Regions from separate parts of the Mus musculus genome. Here region 1 is linked to region 2. The links are chromatin contacts, called in public HiChIP or PLAC-seq maps. All regions are on one chromosome and are shown on one strand. The core of a region is the stretch at or near the end of the contact, and the rest is flanking DNA. Distances in the headings are between cores, read along the strand shown. Region 1 overlaps Gm33591 (a long non-coding RNA gene). Region 2 holds the start of Wdr86 (WD repeat domain 86).

What was found. HiChIP or PLAC-seq counts read pairs in DNA pulled down with a chosen protein or histone mark.
Region 1: an H3K27ac HiChIP or PLAC-seq map of extraembryonic endoderm stem cells shows a contact between it and region 2. The contact joins the enhancer-like site here to the promoter of Wdr86 in region 2. A contact is called at or near these places in 1 of 15 datasets of contacts at CTCF or cohesin (CD8 T cells), 4 of 484 Hi-C or Micro-C datasets (natural killer cells, neurons, stem cell-derived neural progenitor cells and 1 more), 6 of 115 datasets of contacts at active chromatin or transcription factors (the HL-1 cell line, embryonic stem cells, extraembryonic endoderm stem cells and 2 more) and 2 of 9 other capture datasets (adipose tissue and pancreatic islet).

What each region holds. Positions count from the first base shown.
Region 1 is chr5:24,775,040-24,778,980 of GRCm38.p6, forward strand. All of the region lies in intron 1 of Gm33591 (a long non-coding RNA gene), which reads left to right. Among named protein-coding and RNA genes, the nearest start is that of Crygn, 19 kb to the left of the region's middle. Within about 2 kb of position 1,917, at least 51 of the 459 cell types and tissues checked have an H3K27ac peak or open chromatin away from gene starts, as enhancers often do. A contact at or near this core is called in CD8 T cells, extraembryonic endoderm stem cells, natural killer cells and 1 more, where this site is marked.
Region 2 is chr5:24,729,235-24,733,141 of GRCm38.p6, forward strand. It overlaps Wdr86 (WD repeat domain 86), which reads right to left and starts at 1,446. Exons shown (of 6, transcript NM_001081441.1): 1 at 947-1,446. The coding sequence starts at 1,109. Gm42231 (a long non-coding RNA gene) reads left to right here and starts at 1,756. Exons shown (of 2, transcript XR_880885.3): 1 at 1,756-1,832. RefSeq lists an enhancer at 1,320-2,609.

The DNA of each region.
Region 1 (3,941 bases), core at 667-3,166, 46 kb after region 2:
CCCAATAGCCCTGAGGGAGAGCGCCACGGTTGAATCCGCAGGCCCCTCAGGGGCGACTCCTCGCCGGCTCCTTGTTCCTGTGGAGGGGCCCCCTCCTCCGGCCAGGGCCTGAGGCAGGGGTCCCGAGGGAGCTTAAGGTTGGGGGTGGGGAGCATACAATGGGGGTTGAGGGGTGTTGGGCCACTCAGGGGGTTCTTCAATCTCTGGATAGATCTTGGGGGGTTTTGTCACTGGTTTGCTGCGATCATCATCTCCCCCGAGCGAGCGATGGTTTTGGTTTCCCTTTCTCACCATTTTCTCCGATGGCTAGGATCTTGGTGCCAGGGTGGAGAGGTGGGAGGAATGGGTGAACCCACGGGGGTGGGTAGCGTGCCAAGTCCTCCCATACCGTGATGTACGGTTGCTGGTCTGGATGTGACCCTGGCCCTTCCTGAAAAACAATGGCCTTTACGGCCCTTATGGTGGGTAAGTAAAAAGTTCCTTCTGGTGGCCAACCTACTCCAAAAACAGGCCATTTTGAGGAACAGAAAGTCATCTATGGCTTTTCTTTACTATTACTGACAAATTTCGTCCTCTAGCCCTAACGTCTGTCCAATGGTCCTTAGTCAAAGATAAAGGAGTAGACACGGTCTGTCCCATAGTGAAGAATAAGAATAAACACAACACACTAACAAAGACGGAAAACACTAAGACATCCAAACACACTCGTCCGTGTCTGGACTTATACAACCAGCCAAACGCTACCTCTGACAGAGTGGGATTCCACGTTCACTCCTCTGGCAGGAAGAGCACTCACTCTTCTTCACTCTGCCAGGCAACAGCCAGGTACTCCTGACTGTTCCATACCCCGGGCACTCCAGGGTCTCCCTCGGAATGTCTTCCAGGGGTGCAGCCTGTGGGGAAATAGACTGTCGTCTTCCCACAGCCACTAGGGTCCTTACGGTCCACAGTGGCAGCTGCCAGAATACAGAATACCAGAACTGGTAACACAGGTGGGGCTCAAACCCACAATCTCAGAACTGAAAAACTAAGACACAAATTCAGCAGTGCCACACTTTAGACACTTAGACAACAGACAACATACAAAGCTCACACAAACAAACGCACCTCCAAGGGGTCCTTCGGGGTTCCTGGGTGTCACGCAGATCTCACTGGGGCCTCCAAATGAAAGAACCTAGTGGGGAAACCCCCACTCAACTCCCGATTCGGCGTGCACCCAAGAATCATGAATAGAACACAACACCTTGATGTAACAACACGAGGTATTTTAATGGCTCCGGGTCGAAACGTATCTCACACAGGAGACAGTGGGTTCGACCATGAGGCTTGGAAGGTTTTTATAGAAAAGGAGTGGGGCTGGGGGAGGAATTGGCGCGGTTTCACATGATTGGTCCAGTTAAACATCAGCAGCCTGTTAACATTTAACTTAGGTCAGAGGGGTGGGAGATAGAGAGGTGATGGGCCTGCCCGGGCATGTCCTGGTCTGTTCTGCTATGTTCTCAGCCCCAGGTTTCAAAGCTCACAAACAACTCTTTGGGCTATTTGACATACATTACATGAATCACAGGTCTCAAGTTTTATTTCCTTTCATAATCAAGACAGTCTCTCCCAGGTCTGCCCAGAGGCTTGTCTCCCAAGTGAGTTTAGATCCTATCCAGTTGACAGTATTAACCACTATCCCACAGGTAAGAGCTTTGTCCTGAGCCAGCTCTGTAGCCTGGAAGTTTTATAGTACACCTTAACCCAGATGACTTTGTGCAGGTGTGAGTGCAGTGCCCACGGAGGCCAGAAGAGGGCGTCAGATCCTCTGGAGCTGGGGTTACAGGCGTTTGTGAGCCAGCTGGTGTGGCTGCTGGGAGCCCAGCTCCCCTCTCTGCTCGTCTCTTAGTGAGTAAGAGCTCAGTTGAAAGGTTTCTAAGGGAGCCTCCCCACCTCCTCCTTCCCACCTTTACCACAGTGAGGTTCTAGGGCAGCTCCTCCCACACAGGCTTTGTTTATGGTTACAATCTGATAAGGGAAAACCATGACTCTGAAAGGTTAGCTGAAGTGTTAAGACATGCCTTTTACAGTAAATGGCTCTTCTTGTAAGGTTCCTAGAAAATTGCAGGTTTATAGCTGGGGAGGACAAAGATACTAATTGTGAGTCTTGAGGTAGTAATCAAGTTTCTTTAGGCCTTGGTATACGGGCAGGTTCACTGCTGTCTTAGACCTCTCTCCCTCTCTCCCTCTCTCCCTCTCTCCCTCTCTCCCTCTCTCCCTCTCTCCCTCTCTCCTTCTCTCCCTCTCTCCCTCTCTCTGAAAGGAATGTTGTCTCTGTTAGCAGCCTTCAGGAAATGTTAAAGGTGCTGGAATTCTTGCTTCTCAGCTGTCGGGAGACCTCCACCAGACTCCAGTCCTGGCGGCCCCAATCCCTTCCTATGGCCACACAATTTCCCCTCTCTCCTGCCTCGTGCTGCTGTACATTAAAGACACGTTCCAACAAACCCAGCAGGGACCTGTGGGCACTGGATTCTGTTTCTTAGAAGAAGAATGCAGCTTCCTTGTGGGTGACTCGGTGCTCTTTTTGAGGACACTGTTCTCGGAGTGTGTCCAGGCTGGCCTTAGGCTGTCAGTCATGCTCTCTGGAGGTAGAGAGCCATGGGTGGAGCAGGCAGCCTACATCCCAAGTACAAGAAGACCCAGCTCTTGCAGGCTGAGGCAGGACAATGAGAATTCAAAGCCAGCCTGGGCTGTATACAGTAAGCACAGGACCACACAGCAAACTGTCTCAGCAAGGGACCTAAAGTCAGGACAGGGTCTCTGTACAGACCTGGTTAAGACAACGCTTATCTCTTAAGCCTCCATACACACCTTAGAAATATTCACTCTGTTTTTATGAGTCTCCCTAATAAGAGCTCACATGTCAGTAAAACATATTGAATGTTTGCCTGAGGTATATGTGTGCTCACCAGGTGCCCGTAAAAACTAGAAAGAGGAAGGATGTGGAAGCCCTGGGGCTAGAGTTACAGATGGTTGTGAGCCACCATGTGGGTGCTAGGAATCGAACCCAGGTCCCCTGGAAGCTCTTAACCACTGAGCCATCTCCACAGCCCTCCCATTATCTTCTTGTGTAAACCCATTCTCCTGAAAGGCCAGCCTGAGAAGAACACAGGGATTTGTTCCTGTGGTTGAAGAATGGCACTGGTGGGGCGGTGAACTGTGCACAGACAGCCTGGTCTCCGGTAGAGCACAGGCCTTGAATCCTGGTGACCCTAAGGGACAGCGGGTTGTTTGGCCACGCCCTCTGGGCCCCTGGCTCCTGTCACAGCTACAGACTCCCGTAGCCCCCTGCAGAGAGGTGTGTGTGGCCATCAGTCATGGAGGCAATGTCCAAGTTCCTGGTATTCGGTCTGGACTCCATCCCCACAGTTACCTGGCAACAGCTAGGATGGCCCAGCCCACTATAAAAGGGGCTGCTTGCCCCCTCCTCTCTCTCTTATCTCTTGTTCTTACTCTCACCTCTTCCCTCCTTCTCCCCCTCTCCCCCCCCCCACGTGTCCATGGCTACCCTCTGCTTCTCTACTCTCTCCTTTTCGCTGCCTTTCTACAATAAATGCCTTAAAACCATGGACTGCCTCTTCCCATCAGGATCGGCTCTGCTGGAGCAATGGAGCGGGTTTCCCTCTACCGATCCAAGTGTCTAACCTCCCACCAGGAAGCCTTGCTGTGCTCCAGCCACGCCGGCCGCCAGCAGCCAAACCAAGTCGCCCGCAGAGCTAGCCGCCTGAGCTAGTCAGACTCTCTCCTCCCCACAGTAACCTGCCAGAGCTCTCCTTCCTGCCCCCTTTCCTTCAAGCCCCCGGCCACTTCTGCCCGAGGGTTCCCACTTTGTTCTCAGCTCTTCCTCGACATACAGTGGCGTCAGTGCCCAGCGGTCTGTAGTGCCCGAGAGTTGGAGCCCA
Region 2 (3,907 bases), core at 196-2,695:
AGTCTTTCCTTGGGAAGCAACATATTTTACTTAAGCTAACAGCTCTCCTCCTGTGTGAGGCCTGTCAGTGAACACTGGTTGTGTGTGGAGGTTAGAATATGGACCACTTTGTAGCCAATTCCCCATCTTCACACCAGCTCCCAAATACCTGTCAATTCAATGTTCCTCCCTTTGGAGCCATGAACTACCTTATACTGTTTTCACTTCAAACTGATAGCGTAGGAATGAAGCAGTTTTGAAGGTAACTGTTTCACTGGAAGGGCTTGGGCCAGGCCACCCAGCATTTGCTGATCAGGGAGGAAAAGCTGAAGATAAGGAGCGGTACCTGTGCAAAAACCTTGGCATGCCTCCTCTAGTCCGCATGTGCGACTGCAAAGGCCAGCAGCCGGCCAGGGGCACCCCATAATGCAGGGTGGGAGCACCCAAGACAAGGCTGGCCAGAGTGAACAGAATATGAATCAACAGGTGGATACGAAAGACACATTATGCATTTCCGTGCATGATAGTTCTCGTTTCATTTCAAATATGCAAGATAGACTTCCCTATTCCCCAGAAGTTTGAACCAATCCTCTTTCTTCTGGCCATACTTGAAATGAGGCCAACAAGGAGCTTGGGGGTGGGGAGGAGTGGGGGTTCAAGTCTCAAGGGTGCCCTTCAGCCCTGGGCAAGTCCCTAACATGGTAACACCGGTTCCGTGTAAGGATTTCATGGGACTGGTTGACAAAAGGATCTTTCATTGGGGTGCGCGCTTTGGTGCGACCCACACACTCGGGCTCCTCACGGCTTCCCGCCAAGAGCTCAAGGGCTGGGGGAGCTCCTGGATGAGCAGGAGCTAGAGCCCTACTCTTCCAGAAGGGGGCTGCGGGGCCCGGAAGAGTGAGGTCTGGGTGCGGTGCAGGTGAGCGTGAAGAGGCGGGAAAGGTCGCGAGCACGCGCGCCCATCTACCTTGAAGGAGCGCGCAGCACTGGCCGTCCACGGTGCTCCAGAGGCGGGCTGTGCCGTCCTCGCTGCCCGTCAGCAGGCGCTGCCCGTCGGGGCTCAGGCTCAGCCAGTTGATGCCCCCGCGGTGGTCCGCACAGACCCTCAGAGCCGACCCGCTGCTCCCCATCGCTGGCCTGGGGTAAAGAGGCGCTGAGCCCGGCTAGAGAGCGGCGCTCCAGCGTCCGCTCGTGGTCCTGGCCGGGCTCGGCCAGGCAATGGCCATCGTGGGGGGTGGGAGAGCGCCTCGTTCCTGCAAAGGCTCGAGGTGCGGCGGGGAACAAGGATTATGACTCTCCACCGGTGTCCTCCGCTCTCTCAGCTCCGATGCAAGGACCCAGGTGAGACCTCCCCTACTCAGAACCTTCTCGGGGCTCAGGAGGGGTGGGCGCTTCTGCGCAGAGGAGCCCACCAGGTCTGAAGCCGGTAGAAGAACCCGAGAAGCGGAGCGCGGAACAATACAATCCAGCCTGGCTCCTCCTCAGAGACCACCCCCCAACCTGTCCCCTCCCACTTTTCGGGCCGCGCGCCAACCCCCACCCCAAGACTCCCTGGTCGTCCTCCGGGAACAGAACTTAGAAGCTATCCGGGTCCCTCGTTGGGGACCGTTTCCACGTGCTTCATGTACGACCCTTCCAACTGCCTAGGCTGGATTCTGTTCCCTGTCACTCTCGCTGACCTTGTCCCCAGAGCCCAAGGCAAGAAGGAGGTGGACCGAAGAGTCTGGAGTCTTAGGAGACCCCCGATGAAGGGCAGAAGCTGCGGAACCCCGAGTACGCCCTTTCTGGGAAATAACAAGCACACCCCAAATTCTACTTGGGCCAGGCTGGATCCTGGCCGTTGGGGGTTGGAGGTAAGACCAGAGGTCAGGTTCGCCCTTCCACCCATCACCACCCCACCCCCAGCTGGGCGCGCGCCTTTGAGGTCCCACTGAGCTCTGCAGGAATCCTATACCCAGCCCGCAGCCCTCCCGGAGCTCAGTCGGCTGGTTCCTATTAGAGCAGTTCCGGGTGCTGACTTTGCTGGGGGCGGGGAGGGTGACCCCCAACTCTGATCCTCCAGGTCCTAAAGATCGCAGAGTTTCTCGAACCCTCCAGGGCTCTTTTTGGAGTCCAGAAAGAAAGGCTGGAAAGAGATGGTTTAGAGGAGGCGGCCCTCGGGGTGATGTGATGACCTGCCTTAATCACTCTGGATGACCCCATTCAATTCCAAGAAAACCCCAGAATGGGTCCCGCGGCACAGCCGGCTTCATTCCCCGAGTGGCAGTGGCGCAACCAAATACATGGGCTTTTTTCTTTCTCCAAACTCTCAATCAGCTTAGGAGACACTGAGGAGCCAGCTGAGGGTGTTAAGGAGTGTTTTGATGGGATCTGGAATGTGGAGCTGGTGAGTACAGGAAGGGTAGAGGACTCAGGAGCCAGAGTGCCCACTAAGGGCCCATCCTGAGTTCATCTGGTACGCTGACCTTTAGAAGGCATTTGCATCATCCCGGTGCGAAGACTGGTGGGTAGCTGGCTGCACAGGAGAGCTCAGCGGGAGTAGGAGTGTGTGAGCAGTGGGCACCCTAGAGCAAGCGTCCTGCATGCTGAGGTGTGGGATAAGGAAACTGAGACTGCTCACCTAGAGAGGAGCCAGAGGATGCAGGGACCTGCATTCTCAGGAGGAAGACTTGTAAAAGATTTTAGGGAACAGCCAGGACTAGGTGGCATGAACACATTCACAGCCTCGAAGAGCTTGGCCAGCAGTGGGTCAGGTAGGGCAGCTACATTTCCAAGGGGTCACGTGGTATGTGTTATGAATATAATGCAGCGGCAGGAGTAGGGGGTCCCTGGCAGTCTCATACCAAAGTGTACCCCTGAGAAAACACACTACGAGACAGACATGGTATAAGAGAGGTTTATTTAGGAGGAGGCGAGGGGAGCTAGGACCTGGAGGAGGGGTAGAGGCAGACAGAGCCACAAGGCAGAGAAGTGGAGACAAAGGACAGAAAGAGAGGCCAGCAGGGAACACATGGGAAGAGAGAAAGAGCGGGGTGAGGGAGTAGAGGTAAGAGTCTCTTACAAGCTGCCAGGCCACCCGCTGATGATGACTTGACTGTTGCTAGGTCCCTGGCAGAAGTCTAGTGTAATTGTTTGTAAACCAATAGTATGAGCACAATGGGACATCTACACTTGTGGTTTGCCCTCTACTCCCCAGAAAACCACCTGTGCGTCCTCAGCCCCTTAGCCACCAATCCCAGAGCCCACAGATTATAGTCAACTGCCTCCATCCAAGATGAAGAGTTCTTATCATTATCGAATCCTCATAGTCGGGCACATCTTTGGATGTTAGAAACAAGTTCAAGGTGACAAAGAAAAAGACCACCATTCCAACCAGAGAGTCCAGACAAGTCAGACTTTTCTCAGAGAGTGTGCTTAGGAAGAGCTTGCACATCAAGACAGGAAGTACAGCCGGGTGGTGGTGGTGGTGCACGCCTTTAATTCCAGCACTTGGGAGGCAGAGGCAGGAGGATTTCTGAGTTGGAGGCCAGCCTGGTCTACAGAGTGAGTTCCAGGACAGCCAGGGCTACACAGAGAAACCCTGTCTCCAAAAAAACCAAAAAACCAAAACAAAAAAAGACAGGAAGTACAGTTGGTTTCTAGTCTAACACTGCTAGAGTCTCCTTTCCCCCACTGGCTGCCGCTGACCTTACCTGGCTAGTCTGAAAGAACTGGCTCATGGGAAATGACAGAGGAAGGGGAAGAGGTCACTGCTCCTGGCAAAAAGGGGTCAGTGCTCTAGACCATCCTAGAATGGACTGGTGGGCCTCTAAGGGAGAGGATAAAAGTCTTACAAGGAGAAAAAAAATGTTCCTAAACACAGTGTTATAGTATTAGATAGAAAAAACTCATATTTGATATTCCTTCCAGTGGAGTTGAGCACTGTGGG